Linked DNA regions of Gossypium hirsutum: all the other regions are linked to region 3. Evidence: chromatin contacts called from public Hi-C data. All regions are on one chromosome and are shown on one strand. The core of a region is the stretch at or near the end of the contact, and the rest is flanking DNA. Distances in the headings are between cores, read along the strand shown.

Region 1 (4,564 bases), core at 2,035-4,534, 220 kb after region 3:
TTGCCCTTATCAGCATTCCATAAGTTGAAGCAATGGATCAATTAGAGTAGAGAGAATTAGTTCATACCAAAGAAAGATCCTCGATTTTGTTCTTGGTATATGCTTCCTCATGCTATGATGTTCCACAGTCCTAGCTGGTGGTTGATAATAAATTGGATTATGTCTGATTTACCCATTTTTAAGCTCATGATTTTTGTCTCTTATACTATTTGCATTTTATTTCCTTATCACCACAGTTAAATCATTGTTTATGCAGCTTCTGTCCCAGACTCCGTAAAGGCTGAGCTATTGCAAAGAATTCGTTCTTTTCTCACGTCCGCTGCTCTTTGACCATCACCATGCATTGATTAGCAAAGAGGGGGGAAAGTTAGAGAGCTTTCAACTGTCGCTATATGGACTTCAATGAAGCCTCAATAGGGTTCGTCTTTAGCATCTTGTTGAATGATTACACCAATGGAATGAATAGGGTTTGTAGCCGTGAGGATGTAATTTCATTTAACCATTCTTGCTGTGATAGGATCAACAAATTACAGATGGTTTCGGTTGTCTACAAACATTTCTATTGCTGGGTTTAAGGGAGGAAAACTGTGCATTAGATCAACATATTTGACCTTGTAAATCCTCTGATTGAAGCTATACTTCTTTCCATGATGAGTATCCTCTTTTTAAGCTATTGCTACACAAATGGCAAGTCAAATGAAGTCATGGTTCAATTATTTTAGCTTGTTCTCTTAGGTGATTGGAATGAGAGATTGAACAAACCTTATTTGGAATTTGCATATTTGCATGCACTTAGAACTTCACTTTGAAAATGAGATTGAAGAATAAGACAGGAGAAAGTTCATATTATAAGCACAAAAATAGACATCAAAGCCTTCAGTTGTTGAGGACTTGAACATTACACGTAGTTGCCATTTTCTTTTGACATCTTGCAAATATATCTTTGATAGGATTTTAATTCATAGCATATTAATGCAAAAGTTTTACAATGCATCTTTCACATGACATGAACGCATTTATTCATATGTGGCTAATGCCATTTCCTACTTTTTCCCCAACTGGATTTAACACCCACCACAGCTTGCGCTCTATGGAAAAATCTCCGGAAACGTGCATCACAAACCCTACTGCTACTACATTTGCACTCGGCTAGCATTTTGTTTATGGGGAGCCTGCTTGTTCACAAAGGTCCATTAGATCCAAAGTCTGCAAAAGTATGATATGGAACTCGTGAGCCACGGCTACAAGAATTTGATTAGCGAAAAAAAAGAAAAAGAACTTGCATAAAATAGAACAATTCCGATACCTCAGGAACTGAGAGCTCGAGACGGAACTTGGGACCGTCATAGTGGTGCAAGACTGGCCTAAAAGCATCCTCTTCCAATGCCTTGCATACCTTCCTTATACGGATTCTCACCTATTTATATGGGGGTAAAAAAAACATAAGAATTAAGAGTTAATGGTGTCTTCTATGACAAGGAACAATATGTACAGTTCTAACAAACCATAAACTCTTATCTTTACCTGAGCAGGAAACCTCGACTCGCCTTTACACTTTTTGTCTTCCCAAGCAGTTGGATCAATGTTAGAACCCCCAAAACTTGCTGCCTGTAAATATGGAAGAAAACATCAACAATACAAGAGACGCTAACTGACACTGCCTGATCAACCATTAGACTCAGGTGAACTTACCTCAAAAATACCATGCAATTGATGAGTGGTGTAGTTATAGAGAAACAATGGCAGGCCAGGTGTGATTGCCCGAACAGAGTCCCTGTATCTTGGCGGTAAACCTAGCAAATGAGATAACAGCAGCAAGTAAAAATTCTCAACTACTAAGGTTCATAATATAAACTAATTACGTGACAATTACATTTATGAGAATGGAAGTCTTCAAAAAGAACAACAATTACCAAATAGCTGACGCTTAAGATCTTCTTGCATTGTGTCATTATTGCAAACAAAGATGTATCCACCAAGCACCTCATTTCTAGGGAGTGTCTCGGTGGCAGGCAAAGTCTTGAACCTTTTATCGACAGCATTGTTTGCATTGCTGTTCTCGTTGTTGTTGGAGTTGGTGTTGCTGTTATTATTAATATCTTTGTTGCTATGGTTGTTGCCGCTATATTTGTTGGCAGACAGGTTCCCAATGTTGTGGCTGTTATTTTTCTGGTAAACAGCATCGGTGTTGTAAATACCATTTCGGAAGGTACTTTTGCTTACACTATCTCCGATCTTGGAGTCCAAGTTCAACATATTGAAGTTAAGGTTCTCGAATTTGTTGTCTTCATGGAACCCAAATTTATCCCTTGTCCTTACTTCAGCTGGACCCTTTGAAAGATCGAGATTGTTCATTCGCTCACCCTTTATCCTCGTCTGTTCAGCCAGTTTGGAGGCAACCATCAACCATTTGTGATCCTCTGAGGCTTTAGATTGTCCCCGGAGATCATCTCCTAACTGCCAAAAGCTATTCATGCTTTCCATCTTGCAGATCCTAATAAGAGAGGATAACAGAATTTGAAAAGATTTGTCAATTACAAAACAAGACATAGGAGAAAATTGGAGACAATTAAGTCACCAATTGATAAGCAAATCTTAAGCATCAATGAAGGAGATTCAATTTCTACCAACAGCCACAATAACCCAAAGAAAAGAAAACCAAGAATCAGCACATGAAATCCAAGCAAACGCTGGAAAATTCCCCATTTCCTTTCCCACCATTTTCTCAGCACACAAACAAAGCCCAGAAATCCTAAAACTCTTGAAGTCAACTTCACATGACACAAACAACAACCAAATTTTATCCCAATAAGAACACCCCCCCCCAAAAAAAAAGAAAGAAAAGAAAAGAAAACCCAAAAATATAATCACCTTTAAAACAATACCCAAAAATTCAAAATCATCCATCAATAAAAATCAAACAAATAGTACGGCATTTAACAAAGAACCAAAGAAATAGATGCAGACTTTACCAACTAAGCAAAATACAATTTCAATGTTTAGCATTAAAGATGCAGATTTAAAAGTATTTTAGAAGCTAAGAACTCCAGATTTGGGATCCAAAAGAGAAACAAAGAGAGTCCCTTTTTTTTCTTTCTTTCTTTTTATCTTTTTTACCTTTGCTAGCTGTGAAGTGAAACCCGCAAGACACGGCACAGAGGGGGACAGCGAGAAATTATGTAAGAAGGGATTTTCATTGTATTTATAGAATTATGTGACGAGAATGCCCCTCATTACTTGAGTATTTACTGTCTTTTGCCAGTTTGGTTTTTACCGTTTTTCTTACGAACTTTGTGTCAGTGTCTTAAAATTAAGGAAGTGCAGTGCTGGTGAAGTTCTCGTTTCCTACGCGCCTCAGTGTCCGCGTGTAAAAACATTTTATGTTTTTAAAAATATAATAATCGTAAAAATATTTACTTCCAAGTAAATTTTCTTATCCGATCTATCTCGAATTTTGTCAAAAAAATATATTTTTCTCGTATTATTTCTATTGATTATTTATTTAATAAAAAATATTTTAAATGTTTTATGTATGATATATAAATTTTTAATTAAAAAAAATCATGTGAGTGTTTGAGATTAATGTCTCTCAAAATAATTCAAAAGTTTACAAATATTTATTAGAAAATATGAAGTTCGCTTTTAAGTGTTAAGGAAGTGCATGCTTCTCTAGTATTAGAGCTGTTGAGTGATAATTTTCATATTAAGTATTGATAATTTATTGAACAGTTTGAATAAGATATGATGAACATATAGACAACATCTAGTCTGTCAATGAATATCATATTACTTAATAAACTCATATTGAAAATTAGATCGAATTAAATCATTCAAGTTAATCCCTTACAACATGGACATTTGGATTGGATTGGAACTCTATGTGATTAGTTGCCAAGAGCCCACATTTGTTTTATTGTTATTATATTGTAAATTCTTTATTGTATTATTATTGTAATGGGGTTATTATAAATCTTCTATGTTAGCAAGTCTCGAACATAATCTATTTAAGGAAGAGACTTGTATAGCTTTTTGTAACTGGAATTAAGAGCACTAAATCTGTTCAAGTGAGGAACTTTTCTATGAGTGCATATTGATAATAAAACCTTTTGTGTTGTGATTTTATTTGCTGAACTCACAAGGGTGAATTTAGTGGTGAGAGTATCAGTCTTCAAGGTGCAAGGGTGAGAAAAATTATCATGAGGTGTGTGATAGATTAAGTTCACTTGTGTGTTTGTTTTGTTGGAAAAAATCTAGATTGAAAATGATTTTCTTGCACAGCGGAAAATTTAAAATTTGAAAACCGATTCAGTTTGTGATATTTATAGCAATAAACCTTGAACCGAAATCATACATATTTTTTCAGATAAAGGGATCCTTGATGTTTTCTAGCTTTTAACCAATCGATCTTCTTCACTACTCTCATACCACGATTTGCTTCAAGTGTGGGCTCGAACCAATTGAATCAAAACATAGAACTAGAAAAAGTTCTTTTTTACTTTTGGATGAAAAGGAAAATTCTTTCTTCAAAATAGAAACTGACAAAATTGTTATTTCGAATATATAT
Region 2 (4,103 bases), core at 60-2,559, 180 kb before region 3:
GGCTTGCAAGGTGTAAAGGCTTGCAAGGTGTAAAGGCTTTAGCTTGAAAATGGTTGGCAGCTTTAGTTGCTTTGACCTTTTGAGAGTCATTTGTTCGGTCAAATGGATAAAGGTAGAAAATTTGAACAAAAACAATGGGGGTAGAAATAGTAAGCAATGCAACGAAATCCCCCCCCCCGGCGCCCCGGTCCCTTTTTTCTTGGGGTTCACAATGTCTGATTGTACAGGGGTAAATTTTCTTACATTCTGTTTACTATTTCTTGTATCTTTGTTTTGGCTTTTGATGTGGGAAAACAAGGTCGATCTGCCCAGTAGCCTGTAGTTTGTATGTCATTTGCTGCATATTAAAAAGAAAAGCATTCTTTGAAATTTGAATGTCAGTCTCATTTTCGTAGGACTTTTGAAACTTTAACTGAACATCGCCCCCCCCCTTTTCCCCAATAAATAAATAAATAAAAACTGCCACTGCCACTAGATAAAGGTACAGGAGAGAGAGGCAGACAAGCTACAAGCAATCCAACACCAGTAGAAGATAAAGGGCTTAAATCAATGTTATGTTTCTTTGATTTTTGGGAGTCTTTGACCCTTCAAGATACTGCTTGTAGGGTATAGGAATTGATACCAGTAAAACTTAGCAATCTGTTTGTCAATGTCATGTTTTTGCTATCTCTAAACTGATGAGAAGATATTTGCAATGACGTTTATGGAGGAGGATGGCCTTGACCGAGTCAGAAGCCACCTGCTGCATCGTCCCCCCCCAGCCAACCTCTTTTTCCAATTAATTCTTATGAGGTGGGTTGTGAAGTGGGGATTCTGGCTTTTGGTGATTCAAACTCAAAGCATGGGCAGTTAAGGTGTTGTATAGCATATCTATACTATAGATTCCATGGCTAAGCGTAAACATTTAGCAAAGTGATGTTTGTCTACAAGTTGCTTTTATTCCCATTAATTAAGCCCTTTGCTTTAGATCTTCTCTGTAACTAGTTTTAGTTGCACGAAAGCACATTGAAAACTTGCTTTCATCTTTTTCCCATACTCGGTAAATTTCTTACTGTTGAACATTAACACATGAACTTCAGGTTCAGATTTCACGTATGATGGCATCGTTATACATATCCAAAAACTCCAAGGTGAATTAGCAATATAACCAACAAATAAATGAAAACTACTACTGGTATTTAATTATACAGTATTATCTCTCTTTCCATCTCTGCATTTCTTAAGCATTTTTTTTTTCTGGTTACATATAACACAGTCCCCACTTAGCTTTGTCACTTATTTCAAGAAAAAACAAAGATCTAAACCATTAATGCACCTGTCCCTATTAAATTGCCTTATCAATTTTATACGCCCTTTACAACTACCACCTCCCATTATATTTGCAGCCACGCCATCAGGCAGAAGACTTGTCATTCCACTTCTCTTTAATATCTCACTTGCATAAACAGTACTTGCATTTACAGTAACTTGGCCAAAGCATATTAAAATTAACACTTGCATTGCTGTTCGCTTCAAGGTCCTTTCTAAACCTTGTTGTGGTTTTTGGGGGGTTGTTTGTTTCCTTAGAAAGTTGCTGTAGAGAGAGATGTTCATTGGATCATGAGAGTTGCTTGTTTGCCAGTGCTCTCTTGTGTTTCTCTTCACTGGGATTCTTTTCTTTTTCGACTGAAGTTAAAGAGTAGAACTTTTTCTTGGGAAAAACACCATCTTTAGTCTTCCAGATTCCTTTTTCTTCAGGTTTTCCTCCTGCTTTTGCTTCAATTTCAGCTTCCTATGCTTTTAAGTGTGCTTTTGAATATGGATAAGTGTAAATTACTGTCAAAAGTCCTCCTTAACACACAACCAATATTTGCAGTTCTCTGCTCCAGTGAAATTTATCTTCTGGCGTTTGAAATTTGAGATTAAACCTTCAGGTAAAGCATTGCTTATGAACCTTCCTTTTGCAAGGTCTGTTTCAGATTCTTTTTGCATTTAACGTTCCTGTTTTAATTTTAGGGCTTTTATCCACTTCTTTAGACAACAACTGGCGTTTGTAGCTTCTCCGAGCTTGTTCAATGGGTTACTTTTACTTGCTTGTTCTTGTATTGTTTTCAAGGAGTTGCTTTTTCCAAACTACTAAAGGATTGCAAGCTTATCAAGCTCAACTTTTTCTGCAAATAAGGAAGCATTTAGAGTATCCTTCACAGCTGCAAATTCTAGATAATTACAATGGGAGCCTCTGTGACTTGGCTGCAACGGCACATATGATGATATCTTGCCAGGACAATTTTGTCACTGAGCTTAAGATTAGGGGAGATAAACTTGCAAATGTTAGTGGGTTCAATGGATATGCAATTCATAATAAAACATTGTCTGAGACATTCTCCATTAATTCTTTAGTTACCACATTGGCAAGGTTAACCAGTTTAAGGGTGCTTAGTTTAGTGTCTCTTGGGATTTGGGGGCCTCTTCCTGATAAGATTCATAGGCTATATTCTCTTGAACTTTTGGACTTGAGCTCCAATTTCATGTTTGGCTGTATACCCCCTCAGATATCTAGAATGGTTAAGCTTCAAACTCTAACATTGGATGGCAATTACTTCAACGACACTATTCCTGATACATTGGATTCTTTATCAAATCTTTCTGTTCTAAGTTTGAGGGGCAACCATTTGAAGGGCCAGTTTCCTTCTTCAATATGCAGAATTTCAAGCCTAACAGATATTGCCTTGTGCCATAATAAGCTTTCAGGGGAACTGCCTGATTTCAGTAGCTTAACTCGCCTGCGAGTGTTGGATGTAAGAGAGAATCAATTCGATTCCCAACTGCCTGTCATGCCACGAGGATTGGTTACTGCTCTTCTGTAAGACTTATTCATTCCCGCACAAGTTGGCATATTGACTCATCTCCAGCACCTTGACTTGTCTTTCAATCATCTGAGTGGGACACCCCCCTTTGCCTTGTTTGATTTGCCAAACATCAGTTATTTGAATTTGGCATCAAATATGCTGAGTGGTTCACTTCCAGAGCAAATAACTTGTGGTAGCAAACTTGGGTTTGTCGATATTTCTAGTAACAAGTTGGTTGGTAAGCTTCCTTTTTGCTTGGACAATACATCAGACAAGAGAGCAGTAAAATGTGGTGGGAATTGCTTGTCCATTGAAGGTCATCAACAACATCAAAGTTCATATTGTAAAGAAGCAAACACAAGAACAAGTGGAAGAAAAATAGCATTATTAATTGCTATTGTAGTAGGATCTATTCTTCTTCTGATGATCTTGGCATTTGGGGTTCTTTTTCTGTCTCGAAGATGCTTCCAAAGGAAAACTCTCGAAACTCATATACAGCAAAAGGCAGTTCAGGAGAACCCAACAACCGGGGTTTCACCTGACATTCTTGCAAATGCTAGTAAGCAATAAAGGTCAACTTCATATTGTAGTAACTTATTAGAAGGGAATTCATCATGATTTCTATCACTATTTTATAGTGTTTCAAGGTGAAGATTGAGTTTCTATGTTAATTATTAATTGTGCAATATCATTTGTCTAGGATTCATTTCTGAAGTTATGAAGCTAGGGACACAAGGTTCTCCGGTATCTCGACTGTTTTCCTCAGAAGAGTTGGAGGAAGCCACAAATAATTTCGATTCATCAATGTTTATGGGTGAAAGCCCTGCTGGGAAGGTATCCTCAAAAGTCAAAACTGAAGAACTTATCAAATTTAGATGACTTTGTTTTGTCAATCAAGTAGTTTCCAGAATTGAATGGAACCTTGGCACCAACACCATATCCTTGAAGTTTTGCCTTGGTCAGTGAGATCACCAATGACATATCTGACTTACATTTATTTCTCTTTCTCAGCTATACAAAGGAAGATTGGAGAATGGAACCTATGTTGCCGTTCGATCTTTGAATTTACTGAAGAGATATTCAATTCAAAACCTTAAAGTTAGGCTTGATTTCTTCTCAAAGCTTCATCATCCTCATTTAGTAAGCCTTTTGGGGCACTGCATTGATGGTGGTGTACAAGATGATCCCTTTCCAAACAAAGTCTTCCTTGTATATGAGTATGTGCCTAATGGGAATTATAGTATGCATCTGTCAGGTCAGTGTTGAAACTTTTGA
Region 3 (4,682 bases), core at 1,465-3,964:
ATCAAGGTTTTCGACAAAATCAGAATCAACACACCCAATGAATCCATCTTTAGTTCTTACAAACTATAAACAAACATCAGTAGTACATCGTAAGTATCTGAAAATACATTGAACTGCTTTCCAATGTTCTCTACCAGGATTCGCAATGTATCTACTGACTGCACTAACTGCATATGATAAATATGGATGTGAGCAAACCATAACATACATGAGAGATCCCACTGCAGTAGAATATGGGACACGTGACATGTAGTCAATCTCATCATCTGATTGCAGAGACAAAGCTGATGAAAGTCTAAAGTGGGCTGCTAATGCAGTACTAACAGACTTGGCACTTTGCATATTGAACCTGCAAAGGTCCCCTTATTTTGCCACTGGATTTATTTCTTCAATGAGTGATGAGATTTGGGTCACGCAAACTCTAACATTAACAAATCTCAAAAATTGATCATGATCTAAACACCCAATAGAGTCAACGTCAAAGTATAATTATTTTATCATGTCCTAAATTATGGAAATTAGATTCTGTAAGGAATCTTTGACATAAATACTAAATCTCGCGATACCTATGAGTGTCGAGTTTCCTTCAAAAACTATTGATATTGACCTCGAAATTGGTAGATGTTGAAGTTGTGTAATATTAAAAAAAATTATAAAAATAATCTTGAAAAATCCTATTTTAGAAAAATATAAATAATAAAATAAAATTCCCCTTATATCACAATAAGAAAAAGGCTGATATTCTAATAAATAGCAATAGAATTTGTTACGCAATAATAAATGCATTAAAGATGGAGAAAAAGCAATGGTAGTATGTGAAGCAAGTTGGATGAGGGGAAATGATTGAAATTTTGAAACATAAAGAGGATGACATCAATCCACTGAAGATATATATGTCCATGAAAGTTGAAACGAAAAGCTGGGGCATGATAGGAAGGCTAGCGAATCATAGGTCAAATTTGGCATGAAGTTCCTACGTTGACAAGCTCCACGTACCGACCCATGAATCAATCAATCATCATTGCAACTCCAGGTTGTCCATGGAACTTGACTACTTTTGGCTCTCTTAACTTCAATGAACAAAAGGAGTAAATCAACAAAATGTTCATTTTCCCATTTTGTCCCCTTCCATTTTCTTGCCTGGAAGGCCACTTCTTCACTTCAACAAGTGAAGTTATTGCATTTTAGGAGAACTTGTAACTTTGGGGTTTACTGCTTTTTCATTTTAAACCCAGAATTGAAATTGCATTGAAAGTTTCAAACATCCATAAAACTAGATTTACAGAACCTAATGTGCACGTGAATACACGTGAAGCTATGCATAATTTAAAAACAAAAAAATATGGGACTTAGGTTTGGAACATGGCATAGCAGACACATTTAAGGATCGTTTCTTGTCGAGGATAAATGTATGCTTCTCACGTGCGTGCACGTAAATGGACATCTCGTTTTTGTTTGAAAGCTCCTGGATGTAACAATTTGATCCAAAGATGAAACAGTGTGTGTAGAAAGAGGTTTCAGCTCAACAACTGTGAAATTAATTTGGGTTTTCTTCATCAGTCTTAACAACAATTGGTAGATTTAAATCACTATTTCTGATTAGCTCAACCAATAAACCATGTCTCCATAATATCATTCAATTATATTTGCAGGCCGGTTTGTACATACATAGAGCACTTCAGAAAGGTCATTATCACCAATAATCTCGAATCATTTTATTGAAGGTTCGAACCCACCATCTCACCTGCAAAACAAATCCACAAAGGCTTTAGCATGTCTTCATTGCTCTAATGCATGAACATGGTGTTCCCAAGGAATGGTACTCTTCAAGAAGTAACCAATGCAAAAAGGTTGTGGAATATTACAAGGTTTGACCTTTACTTACCCCAAGTAGCAGATATAATCACAATAATAACATAAAGGTCGCGGAATATTACAAAGTTTGAACTTTACTTACCCCAATTAGCAGATATAATCACAATAATAACTAAAGCAAAAAAGTGAAGACTATGTACCGAAAAAGTAAAGGAAAGAGCTTTACCAAAGCAATGAAACATACCCATCCTGCAGAAAAAAAGGTCCAGAGCTGAAAAGAAGATTAGAATTTAGAAACTCTTTTTCATATCTTAAGAATCCATGAAAAGCAAAGCTAAATGCTTTTACCATGATATCCGTGTGATGCCAGTCAGCTCCAAAGTCCCATTTTCTTTCTTGTTCATCAAATAGGGTCCAAGTTTTAGGCTTTTTATTATTGTTTTGGAGCCCAAGTTAAGTTTTGTTTGGATGGAAGGAAAGTGGATTTGCAGTCTTGGGCCTAAGAAAGCAAACACATATTCCCATTAATTGCTTTTTTTTGCTACAACCTCTTAAAGATTTAAGAAAGTGACTTGAAAGTGGGATTTGTTTAAACCACTAATCAAATTATAGTGAATCATTCATATGAATATCACATGGTTTGATCTCGAAAGTTCAAAGCTTGAAAGAAACAAAAAACGATCACGCCAGGCAGCCACATGGCTTGGCCGATCATAAATCTCTAATAAATATTTTCTCCATGATTCTTGATTGAAAAGCTTGATCGATTAAATATATTCCGAAGGGTATGATATTTTTAGTGAATGTGAAGCTCAAACAGACAGACAATGACAATTGGAAATGGTCGGTGTTGGCATACAAACAAAAGAGATATAATTCTTTCTTTTGATTAGAATTTTGTTATTGTTTTGATTTTCAAAAACTCTTATCTTTTGGTACTATAGCCACAACCATCCTCAGTGGGTTTTCCATATTCCATTTGCTTTCCTCTCTTTTTTATTTCTGTTTGGAATTTTCTAGCTAATCTAGGGACAGGTCGGATTTATGGTCCAATTTGATAATTTAAAATATATTTTATTATAAGAACAAAAAGTAATAAAAAGAAACTAATTCCAGCACTGCTTGCTAATTGTTGTGCTAACTCCCCTTTCAATTCAAGACTAAGCACTCTCTTGCAGAATCCATTTTTCCTTTTCTTTTTTAACATAACGCTAAAGAAAAAGAGCTCTCTTTCCTTTCTCTTCCATTTTCTTTTTGCTTCTGCCTTTTGGGTTGCACGGTCCATTGGCAAAATAAAAGAAAGTTTCTTCTTTTCTTAGTGGGATTCTGTGGTTCTAAAGAGTTGGAGACAGAGAGAGAGAGAGAGTGGGAGAAGGAAAAAAAAAAGAGATGGGTTCATGTGTTTCAGTGCATAAGAGCTCTCAAGAGTCTGCCATGAAACTTGGGCTTTTTATAGAGCCTAAAACAGATAGCCTTATCATTCCACCTTCACCTGTTAAAGAGAAACCTGCTGCTGCCAATGGTCACTTTGCACTTGAATCTCAATCTTCCTCTACTTTTAAAGATTTAGGTAATTGTTTTCTTTTTGGTTTTCTTGGTCTTGTTTTTGGAATTAGTTTGCTTCGTTATGAGATAAAGGCAATCTTTTTTTTTTTCTTGTCGTACACTTTTATCATAAATTGAGTACAAAGGTTTTTTTTTTTTTTTTTTTTCACATTCAGGAATGATCTTGATGTCTAGTAGACTATTTACCTTTTTAATAGAAGAAAGGGTTTTTTTTTTTCTGGCTTGATGAATAATGATGCTTCCAATTATTGATTTTTATGATTATGTTTCAATCTATGCCATGAATGATATGCCTAATGAAATTGGTTTTAGCTTTGTTGATTGTGAGATATAAACATGGTGGCTCTTTTTTTTTTTTTTTTTGGTTTTCTTATAGTTGTGGGGTCTTGTTATTGTTTCATAGCACAATAGAGTATGGCGTGGTGACATTTCAGAGCATTTTCACCGTTGTATTACTGCAAGTTCATCTATCTTAGCTTAAATTTATTTATTAGAGTTGAGATTTCTTTTATAAGTAAAAAAAAGTTCATGTTTACTAGTTAACTCCATTTCCCCCCTTCCGTTTCATATGAGATTTGTTAAAGAGAAGTAGCTTGTCTTGCAAGAAAAGTCTTCCAGTATTGTAGTTTTTGCAAAAAAAGATATCTAATATCAGATGTAATGAAGCCAACTATTCCTAAATCTCTGAAGTTTTAGGTTCTAAGTTAGACTTTTGGGGTGGATCTTTATTCAGATGGATTGAAACGCCCTTGTTCAATACCTTACCTTGTGATGTGGAATAGTAATAGCATAAAGACATGTCAGCTATTTTAAGATTTTGTCTGATTTTTGAAGGAGCACATTATAGGGGCCCATTTTTTAATTTCTGTATATAGAGAGCAGTACACATCCTATTGTAGATTTGTCAGCCTCTGATGGAAAGCTTGTTGATGCATGGACCACACCTAGATATTATGAAAGAACAAAGAGTTTTAAGGTTTTTCCAAGGACATTGGTGTAAATAATTTGATATTAACATGTATATAGAAAGACCAGAAAGGCAATTTGTGGACTATCTGGGTACCATTCATACTTGTTTATGAGTCACAGGGTTGCTGGTAGTGATGTTATATTTGTAGAATATCAAAGAGGTTACATCCTTGTACATTGTGATGATGTAGTTCTTAAATCAACTTCATCCTTTTTAGCAATCTAAATACCTTGAGCTAAACTGTTCATTTGTTTTGCAGGTAGTAAAGATGAAACTTTTTTTGATTCCCGAGCGTATCTCGATTCAGATTGTGAGGATGATTTCGTTAGTG

The links. Hi-C and Micro-C count contacts between places; a contact is called where the count stands out from the background.
Region 1: a Hi-C map of leaf shows a contact between it and region 3, with 2.2 times the contacts expected there. The contact joins the promoter of LOC107956986 here to the promoter of LOC107956994 in region 3. A contact is called at or near these places in 2 of 34 Hi-C or Micro-C datasets (both in leaf).
Region 2: a Hi-C map of hypocotyl shows a contact between it and region 3, with 2.3 times the contacts expected there. The contact joins the promoter of LOC107957003 here to the promoter of LOC107956994 in region 3. A contact is called at or near these places in 7 of 34 Hi-C or Micro-C datasets (hypocotyl and leaf).

What each region holds. Positions count from the first base shown.
Region 1 is chrA05:84,523,135-84,527,698 of Gossypium_hirsutum_v2.1, reverse strand. LOC107956986 (B2 protein) reads right to left here and starts at 3,284. Exons shown (of 6, transcript XM_016892412.2): 1 at 3,118-3,284; 2 at 1,914-2,494; 3 at 1,693-1,793; 4 at 1,525-1,608; 5 at 1,307-1,417; 6 at 818-1,206. The coding sequence starts at 2,484. The coding sequence ends at 1,162. It overlaps LOC107956987 (transcription and mRNA export factor ENY2), which reads left to right. Exons shown (of 5, transcript XM_016892413.2): 5 at 257-651. The coding sequence ends at 330.
Region 2 is chrA05:84,922,917-84,927,019 of Gossypium_hirsutum_v2.1, reverse strand. LOC107957003 (probable inactive leucine-rich repeat receptor-like protein kinase At3g03770) reads left to right here and starts at 1,309. Exons shown (of 9, transcript XM_016892427.2): 1 at 1,309-1,737; 2 at 1,856-1,913; 3 at 1,996-3,387; 4 at 3,529-3,662; 5 at 3,840-4,083. The coding sequence starts at 2,055.
Region 3 is chrA05:84,742,974-84,747,655 of Gossypium_hirsutum_v2.1, reverse strand. LOC107956994 reads left to right here and starts at 2,714. Exons shown (of 3, transcript XM_016892417.2): 1 at 2,714-3,385; 2 at 4,611-4,682. The coding sequence starts at 3,205.